Regions from separate parts of the Sus scrofa genome. Here all the other regions are linked to region 1. The links are chromatin contacts, called in public HiChIP or PLAC-seq and promoter capture Hi-C maps. All regions are on one chromosome and are shown on one strand. The core of a region is the stretch at or near the end of the contact, and the rest is flanking DNA. Distances in the headings are between cores, read along the strand shown.

Region 1 (3,016 bases), core at 23-2,522:
CCCTGAACTGAGCTTTTTTTCCTGCAGTACTAGTGAAGGAACAGTAAGGAAGCTGAGCCTGAAATCGGCAAGGGAAGGACAGCAGTAACTGAAATCACTTCACAAGTGTTAATGCCGTGGCGTCGGCTTTTATTCTCAGTGAGATAAGGAGTCTGGAGAGTTTTAATCAGAGAAGCGAAGAGTGACTTTTTAAAATTAGTCTGAGAACTAACACTACAAATAAGCTGTCTGGAGTTAGATAAATTAAGACAAAAATTTTAAAGAGTTTAAAATGAAAAGAGCATTTGAAAAACCCAAGAACTGACCACACTCAAAATCCCCAGTTGCCCAAGGGATCCTGACAACACGAACCAGCTGTGACGGCTGAACATTCACTGCCAACCACATTTCCTGTGATATTCACAGGCCTTGCCGGTAGGAAATGCCATTAACTTTTCAACAAAACTACTGCGCCGGTATGATGCACCTGGAAACCCTTCTATTAGACCAACCGTACGTTAACGCTTCATCTAAATCCCGGAACCTGGAGTGTTATCCTATCCCAAAGATGTGAAAACTGAAACACAGAGCAGAGGGCTGACTCTCCAGTTTTAAGTCAACTGAGCTGCCCAGTGAAGTGCAGGTTTTCGGATTCCCGACTCTAGTAATAACTTCTGGTCGCCTACACCCCACCTCGAGTCCCGACACCAGGGCTGCCTTTACCTGGCAAGCCCATCTCCCCCGGGCTACCGGCAGGCTCCACCCCAGACGACAAATCACAGATCCACTGCGTCTCGCCCACCCTCGGGCTTCGGCTGGATCCCACCCAAGAGCTTGGGGGTAGGCCCAGTCTCAAGACTGGGGTGGGGGGTTGGGGAGAAGGCGGGTCCCGGCGGAAACTCGCGGCCGCGCCTTCCCCAACCACGCGCTCCAGCCGGGACCCTGCCGCCTCCGCCCCGAGGGAGAAGGCAGCAGTGTTACCACGGCAACGCCGCGGGGAGTGTCTGTGGACGCAGAGCGGAGGGGCCTCGAGTGGGCCGGGGGCGCGGGCCGAGGGGAGGGGGCGCGCGCAGGGAGCGGCCGACCCGAGACTCGCTTCTTCTCAGGAATATTCTGCCACATCTCAATAAATGAATCTCCCATTACTGCAGTCCCAGAATGTCGCTCACGTCCACCGATTCCACTTACAATTCTTTAATCAGCACCATCTTCCTGGAACCCCTCACAGCTGCCGCCGCTACCACCACCGCCGCCACCGCCGCCGCTACCGCTTCTTACAGCGCCTGCGCGACCCCGCCTCCCAGCCGCCCGAGCTGCCTCGGCGCTTGCGCGTCCACACCCTTCCGCCGCGTCAGCGCGCGCGAGGGGCTGGCTCCGCCCCAGTCTCGCGCCCCACCCTAGGTGCGCGAGGCCTCCTCTGCGGCTGCGCGAGCTCGGCGCGCTGTCGCTCTTCTGACGGCTGCTCCTCCTTACAGTCGGGTTTTCTCGCCGTCGCTTTGCAGTCTACGCACTCTGGTGAGTTTTCCAGTCAGTTCCCTGGAGGTCGTTTCCGGGAAAACTGAACCTTCTCTCGCTGCTTTTGAGAGGAGGCCCACCTTCTTGCCAGATACCTCACTTCCCAAGTCCGTGATAATTACTCGGGTCGGGGAGGCAGACGCCACCGGGTTCTGCCCCGCTCTCCAGTCCAATCAGGTCCGCCGTGCGGGCTTCGCCGGGTTGGCGGCTCACGCGCACGTTCCCCAAGCCCATCCCCAAGCCTCGAACAGCTGTGGCCACACGAGTTCTCTGCGCCCCAGTCCCTGCTGTCCAAGAGTCCAGAGCCCCGCCGTGGCCGTGACCCAACTGCAGGAGTCCTCTCGGGGGAAAAGGGTTGCTTGCCTCAGCACCCGGGAAGGGGCTGTGTTTTGGGAGACCTTAGCGAGGCCCAGGCTGCAGCTAAGAGCCAGGAGGTGGACCTCGGGAGAAGTTGTAGCCCAGGGTCACTCGCTTTCTCTATGCCAGTCACCGTAGTAGGCCCGGGGGATCCTTCTGAAAGCAAAATGCGCAGTCTCTGTGCTCACCTGAAAACAAAAGAATTTGGCGTCGTGGTACGAGGTATTCTATGAGTAAGGTACAGTAGGGTAATGGGGAGGCAGAGTAATCAAGGGAAGGACTCTCAGGAGGCCACGTTTTAACCTAGTATTTTAAGTAGCCCAGCCTGTGAAGATGGGGAGGCAATTAGTGGAAGATAAGCTGTGAGACTGAAATAAGTTTAGGGTAGTAGTTGAGCAGATAGATGGCAGGTGTGGCTAGAATGCCTTAATAGGCGGTGGGGGAGATAAGCTGGGACTAAATAGATCACCAGGCCGTAAAGGCAGTAAAGAGTATGAATTGTATTCTGAGAACCATAGGAAGCTGTTTGAAACGTTATTAAAGGAATTTTTAAAATCATTAAAACACTTTCATATAAATTATATGAATACACCCACTGGAGTTAGGGCTGCCTCAAACAAACAAAAAAAAGTTTCTTGCCTAAAAGCTAGAAACTTCCTCCTAAGGAGGTCACTGGGATTCATTGACTTTCTGTGATGTGTAACACTATTAACACTAATTATTGTGTTGCTGAGGATTCAAGGAAACACATGCTCTTATTTTCCAAGAGCTGAGAAACTGGGAATAGCTTCTATTGATTGGGCATCTTTTATTTGCGAAGTACTCTGTTAGGTAATGGAGATGTTTTATCTCATTTCACCCTTGGAACAACATTATGAGGTAGGCCTTTTTGCATTGCTTTACAAAGGAAAAATGTTCAGAGAGCCAACTTAAATGACTTGTGCAAAAATCACTTAGATTGTTTACAGAACCAGGTTTCAAATATACGTTTTACAAATTTCAAAATCTTTTCTTTCCAGTACACTGGCTTTTTTGTAGATAAAAATAAATCTGGTCTTTCCAGTGCACTGACTTTTTTCTAGGTGAAAATAAAAAGTTGAAGCATATGGACAATCTTTAGGACAAACAGTTGTATTCAATTATGGCTATGGTCAAAACCTAGATG
Region 2 (3,112 bases), core at 76-2,575, 1.1 Mb before region 1:
AAAGAGGAACTGGCTCCCTGGCTGATGATGCAGCTAAGGGACTTAGTGGGGCTAGGAGAGACAGATGCTTAGTGGGGTAGTTCCCCAACTCCTGGGGAAGCAGCCCATGCCAGCCATACCGTTTGCCTCCAAAGCTGGGCCTCTCTTCATCTGAGTCACGCTCTGCCCACACTCCGTAGGTGGCCTCTTCCTTGGTCTGCCAGTGGCGCTGCCGGTTAGGGTTGAATTCATTCTGGAGATCCCAGTCGGTGATCTCAAAGTTCTCCCGCTCATCCTCGTCATCATCCATGTGGCCTTCTCCGTCCCGGTACAAGTGGGATAGAGACATGACCTGTCACTAAAGGAAGGGATGAAAAAGTATAGTCTGTGACAAGTCCTGCAAGCATCAGCAGAAGGCTTCCCTGTGAGTCCCTACTCCCTGCTGCCTTCAGAACTTCCTCCAAACTCCAAGTTCACCAAAATTGTTGTTACAATTCAATAAAGCAGACACTAAATCCTTTCAAAAAACAATATGTACTAAGACAGGTGGAACAAAATAGTCCCAACAGTCATGTGGTTTTTTTTAAGTATTTCATTTTATTTTTTTAATTTTTTTACATTTTTTTGCCATTTCTTGGGCCACTTCCGCAGCGTATGGAAGTTCCCAGGCTAGAGGTCAAATTGGAGCTGTAGCCACTGGCCTACTCCACAGTCACAGTAACTTAGGATCCGAGCTGCGTCTGCACCATATACACAACAGCTCACAGCAACGCCGGATCCTTAACCCACTGAGCAAGGCCAGGGATCGAACCCACAACCTCATGTTTCCTAGTCAGATTAGATAACCACTGAGCCAAGACAGGAACTCCCAGTCCATGTGATTCTTAAGCATGTTATTTCCTTGTCCTAGTCAATGTTGTAAAACATCAATTGTATACACTCACATACACACAAACCACATAAAAGAACTAAGTATGCTATCCTACGTACTGTTGCCTCAGAAATTGGATAGACATTTTACCGGATCCCAGATTTTTATTATTTTTCCTATGTTGGGTAAAGAGTTTTATCTAAACCTTTGACAGTCACAGCAAAGTGATCTTTTTATGAAATGGTTTCTGAATACATTACTTGATGAGACTCTTAGACTTAATTTTCCTCCCCAAACAGGAACTTCTCCTGAGGAGCTAGAAGGCAGTAATTACAAACACTACCTTAACAGTCGGACTAGCTGTGAATTAGAAAACACGTGGTAGCTGGGTGATGAGATTCAGCTGTCTCTTGAACAGTTAAACTACAGTACCAACCTTAGAGAATGCTTATGATGCAGATTCAATGAGATGGGGCCTAAAAAAACAGCTCACATTAAGGGCTCCAGAAACAGCTGTTACTGTAATCCCATGATTAGGTTCATTGCCCTTCCTGTTACTGAATTAGGGAATGAACCTCACAAAGTGATTGTGAAACCAGGTGCTAAAATCACAGCCTGAGTTCAAACCCCCTCTCTACCAGGTACTCAGTGTATGAGTATTAGATGAAGTGCCAAGCACGAGTCCCCACACAGTCATACATTCAATAGGACAGCAGTGATTCCTGTCTAGCAGCCACGGAAAGCAGCCTTCAAGGAAAGGAGCTCGCTACTTCCACAGGCAGTGTCAAACTGGTCAGCTCTGTTACAAAGTTTCCCCTGCTCATTCTACTCAAAGGTGCACTGGTTGGGTGCTGCCGGTCCTAACCTCACCCAGGCGCTCAAAAAAGGTAAATATTCTCAGAGGAGGCGGGAGTCCCTCACACAACACTGCTTCCCTGGGCCCAGAGCATGGTAATAACCAGAGTTGTCATCAGTAAGAGAGACCTCGATAGGTGCTAGGTACTTGCTGGACGCTTCAGGTCAATAATCTAATGTAAACATCAAGACATCTGGAGAGAGAGATAACTACTAGCGCCTCCAAGCTTAAGTAAAACGAAGCAGAGAATTTAAACAACTTGCTCTAGGTTCTCGGCTGGCAAGGCTCGAAACCAGGTGGGCCTGAAATCAGGTGGGCCTGAAGCCAGGGCTCCAGGGTCCAGCTGCCGTGCAACCCAGGCCTCACGGTGGAGGCTCCGTACCTAACTTTGCCCAAGCCCCCAACTGCCCGGTAACCCGGAGCGGCCCCTCTTCTCCCCGCCTCCGCAGAGCTGTCTGCGAAAGTGAAGCGCAACGGGCAAGGCCAAGGCCCACTTCCCGGAGCCACCACTCCCACCAGCGCGAACTCCCTCCGGTGCTCCCCTGCCCGCTTCCAAGCCCCGCTCACCTCTCCAGTGCCCGGCGTTACGAATACAGCCTCCAGCTCCGCAAAAGAAGCGCGCCGCTTCGGGGCGGAACCCGGATGTGCCGCGACCGGCGCACCGGAAATGTCGTTACTCGAAGGCGGAAATGTTGTGTGGGTTGCCATGGCAGCAAGGGAACGCTACGGGCGCCTTTGGCTCTAAAGCGGCTGAGCTGTTAGATAGGATTTTCGGGGCCCGGAATGGCTGAGGACTAATTCGTCTGCCCCACCCCCACCCCCACCCCCCCGCTTCGTGGCGACTTCCAGCCTGTGACGACTGGTGTGGACGTCGTCGAGTCACCCTGGCCTAGAGAGACTCCTTTGCCAGCCTGACGTTCTAAATCTGCCAAATGGGGATATAGGACAAGCTCAAGGAACAGTTGTGTGAGAGACAGTGGGGGGGCAGGACACGGCATTTAAATAGGAATAATGAATGTCTAGACTGCCTCTTGGATATTTAGGTGTTAAGTACAAGCACCGTCTTAGGCACTTTTATAAGTAGTTGTTTTATACAAATGTTTGAGGGAGTGAAGGGGTGAATGGGCAAACTCTAGAGTTCCCAAGTATTCCCTCCAGGATATCTTTCCATTTTCTTCCTTTCCAACAGGTTGGTAAATAAATCTATTCACGGATCTAATAAAAAGTGTACTGAGTGCCTACACTGCTAGGCTTCTGCGGTCCAAGGAACAAAGGAGAACCAGGCACCCCCAGAGAATCCCTCGCCAGCCCTGGACTCTGTGTCGGCGCACAGGCTCTGGAATTCCAATCTCAACGCTATCACTGAGGAACCGTGGCCGTGGGACAAGGCATTAATTACATCTCTC
Region 3 (3,019 bases), core at 191-2,690, 1.2 Mb after region 1:
GCCCTTCCCTTCATCTCTCTGTGAACTCCTATTCACCCTTTGAAGCCCAGCTCAAATGTCCCCTTCCCTCCTCTGCCCCCCCCCACCCCGTATCATGGCTCTTACCCAACCGAATAAGCACCACATGGCCTGTTTTTTTCTAGGCAGAAGGTCTGAACTGGCTGGAGGAGACCTTCTCCTCTTGCTCATGGCCAAGTTCCCCAGGGTGCTCATAGCTTACATATAGCTTGCTTTATGTGTGTTCACTGAAGGAAAGACACTAGCTTGGCTCCAGTTCCCGCCAAAGGATTTGGATAAGCCCTGCCTTTTGATGGGCCTGGGCATCTGTCTAGGGAGACTGGATTTAATACAAGAAGTCAGGCAGGTGCAGCTCTTGCAGGGAGCCAGGGCACCCACTGCAAGCTGCCTCCTGCACGCTCACAACCATCTCTCCCTGGGTACTTTAGCAAGAGTGGGTTTGCCCATGGACAAAAAGAACTGGGATTTGAACGCTCGAGGTCTCAGCCTGTCCATCTATAAAATGGGACGGTGCATCATCACGCCCTGGCCTACCTTACTGGGAAGCCGGGAAGACAGAAATGGAAAGACAAGGACCGGGAAGATTCTTCCGGGTGATGGAAAGTGGGGGTCCCACGGTGTGGCTGGGACTCGGCTTTATATTTTGGGCCTCAGTTTCCCTTTCTGTAAAAACGGGTGTTGGTGGGGGGTGGTGATTAAAGGGCCTCCTTCTCAAACTCGACCGTTACTGGAGGGCCCTCGGGCCGAACACTACGTGCGCGGCCTCCCATCCAGCCCACCCGCCTCGGTCCCCTTGCCCGCAGGCCGGGCCACGTGTCTGGGGTACTCACTGCGGAGCGCGCCCCCCGCCCCCAGAAGGCCGGGTGGGGCCCTCGGCTGGGAGTCGGTGCTCCAGCTTCCCGCCGAAGCCCGAGCGCCCCGAGCCCATTCTACTCGCACTCGGGCGCGTGACCCTGGTCGACCGGTCGGCGCGCCACCCACTCCTCCGCCGCCCGCCGATTAGTCAGCAGTTGTTCTAGGCCCGGGTCCCTTCCCCCAGCCCTCCCGCCGGCCTCCGTTTCCCTCCAAGGCAAACTCTTCAGAGACGGTCCCTAGAGCCAGCGGACGTAACCATTCCAAACAGCCTCGCATCGACCAGAGAATCACTCTGACTTGTTACCAAGATCCGCTCACCGGTCGCTCCCACCCCTGCGGTGCTATTTTGGCCAGCTAGTCACATCCGTTGCTCTTTAGAGAGGTTTAGGACTAGAGCAGCGGGAGCGAAGGACGAGAAAGCTGTGGTTCATCTCTCCTTCCCCTACCCCCGTGGCCTGGCCCGATGGTAGCGCCCGAGGTTGCGGGTTTCGCGCCTGCGCAGTGCGGCGCCTAGAGGGAAAGCGAGAGGGAGACGGACGTTGAGAGAACGAGAAGGAAGGAGAGAAAATGGCGTCCACGGGTGAGTGTGGTGGAGCCGCGGTCGCGCCGGCGGCGGCTGGGACGCCCAAGTTAGGGACCGTTCGTCTCTAGGGGTGACCGGAACGACTGAGTGGATTTGTTGGGAAGGGTGTGAGGTACCCGCCGCGGCCCGAGGAGCTCGACGGCCGCCTTTCTCCTCTCCTCCGCTCCCCTCCCCCCACCGAGCAGGCCGGTTCTGGAACCTTCCGGCACCTCCGGCGCGCGGGGGGCTCGAGGCGGCGGAGGCGCGCTGGGCCAGCCTTGGCCTCCATTGTGTGGCGGCCGTCCGGCCTCGCGCTCTGGGCCGCCCGCCACGTGGGCGGGGCCTGCGGCCTCCGGGGCCCCGCGCGGGGGTGGGGGGAGGGCTCGGCCAGGCCTCGAGCCCCGGAGCCCCGAAGCTCCGAAGCCCCGAAACGGGGGGTGAGAGGGCCGAACGGCGGCTCCGAAAGCTGCAGTTCCGCAGCCCCTCTGACTTTTCCCACCCCAATCTCATTTTCAGAAAGGCAGCCAAAGCCCGAGGGCGACTCTGCCTCGCCGAGAAGCTTGGGCAATAAAAGCATATAAGCTGAAAAGGCTTCACGGATTTGCGAGCCGAGGGGCGCAGACCTATGAAAGGGGGCCCCGTCATCCTTAGAGCCGAGTCGGCTGCGGCGTCCAGTGCCGCCAAGTCGCCCCCTCGGCGGGTTCCAGCGCGAAGCCGAACTTTTTTCTGTCCGACTGTGTTTTAGACGGAGTGTGGGCCCCCCTTCCCCCCGCCCCCACACACCTTACGGCCTCTCAAGTCGGCTCCCTTTTCGGGCTTCGTTTTTTACCATTTATTTTTTTCTCTCCAGAAAGCGGTTATGTGGCTTCCTAGGGCCGTGTTTCAGCAAACGCCGAGGGAGATCTGTTGTGTAATAAGGCCAACTCGGATCGTGAGGCCAGAAATCTCCACTGAAAGAAATTTCTGGCCTCTGACTTAGGAGAAACAAAAGGCCTGGGTGGGAGTGTGCATTATGCTTAAGTAATCGTTCTGCATGTTATTTTGCCCAGGTTAGGCCGGGGGGCTTGTTTATTTCGCTGACTAGAGAGGAAGGAGGCGCGTACTGGAAGAAAACCTGGGGTGGGAGCTCGCTCGAATACGATGACTGGGGTGGTCCTTGCACGGGGTGTTTAACACTCTAGACTGGACCTGCAGTTTGCAGCAGGTTCTTGCGGTTATTGGTAGGGTGGGGCATTTTTGCCCCTCCTGACTCTAGGCCTTTGAGGCAGTTGCAAAAGACAAGAAGGAAATGGGAAAAAGCCCTGGGTCCTTCAGAGTTTCAATTTGAAAAGGGTCCGGAATCCAGCCAGCGAAGGAACGTTTAAGAACTCTCCCCAGTTGTGTGGGTAGTAAACAGGTAGTTAGATGGTGGCTTTTAGTGCCAGGGTACAAAGTGCTCCTGGAAGAGAGGGCGCTGAATTATACCACGTCCAAGACATTCTGGTGGGAAATGGATACCTCAGAGCCCATTACACTTTCCTTTTCCCTACAGTGTTTGAATTTTGTAAATGGAGTGCTACTCTCCCTTCTCTGTTAAAGTTTGGG

Evidence for each region. Promoter capture Hi-C pulls out the DNA fragments that hold promoters and counts their contacts. HiChIP or PLAC-seq counts read pairs in DNA pulled down with a chosen protein or histone mark.
Region 2: a promoter capture Hi-C map of liver shows a contact between it and region 1, with 6 times the contacts expected there. The contact joins the promoter of TFIP11 here to the promoter of PITPNB in region 1. A contact is called at or near these places in 1 of 5 promoter capture datasets (liver) and 1 of 2 datasets of contacts at active chromatin or transcription factors (alveolar macrophages).
Region 3: a contact with region 1 is called in an H3K27ac HiChIP or PLAC-seq map of alveolar macrophages. The contact joins the promoter of EWSR1 here to the promoter of PITPNB in region 1. A contact is called at or near these places in 2 of 2 datasets of contacts at active chromatin or transcription factors (alveolar macrophages and skeletal muscle).

The regions. Positions count from the first base shown.
Region 1 is chr14:45,248,817-45,251,832 of Sscrofa11.1, forward strand. PITPNB (phosphatidylinositol transfer protein beta isoform) reads right to left here and starts at 1,273. Exons shown (of 11, transcript XM_005657336.3): 1 at 1,168-1,273. The coding sequence starts at 1,187. It overlaps LOC110256863 (a long non-coding RNA gene), which reads left to right and starts at 1,361. Exons shown (of 6, transcript XR_002338912.1): 1 at 1,361-1,494.
Region 2 is chr14:44,111,383-44,114,494 of Sscrofa11.1, forward strand. It overlaps TFIP11 (tuftelin interacting protein 11), which reads right to left and starts at 1,326. Exons shown (of 13, transcript NM_001077214.1): 1 at 1,287-1,326; 2 at 120-337. The coding sequence starts at 328. It overlaps LOC102159997 (a long non-coding RNA gene), which reads left to right and starts at 2,494. Exons shown (of 2, transcript XR_307476.3): 1 at 2,494-2,672; 2 at 2,896-3,112.
Region 3 is chr14:46,407,283-46,410,301 of Sscrofa11.1, forward strand. It overlaps EWSR1 (EWS RNA binding protein 1), which reads left to right and starts at 1,441. Exons shown (of 17, transcript NM_001252048.1): 1 at 1,441-1,453. The coding sequence starts at 1,441. RHBDD3 (rhomboid domain-containing protein 3) reads right to left here. Exons shown (of 7, transcript XM_005657361.2): 1 at 1,573-3,019; 2 at 553-681.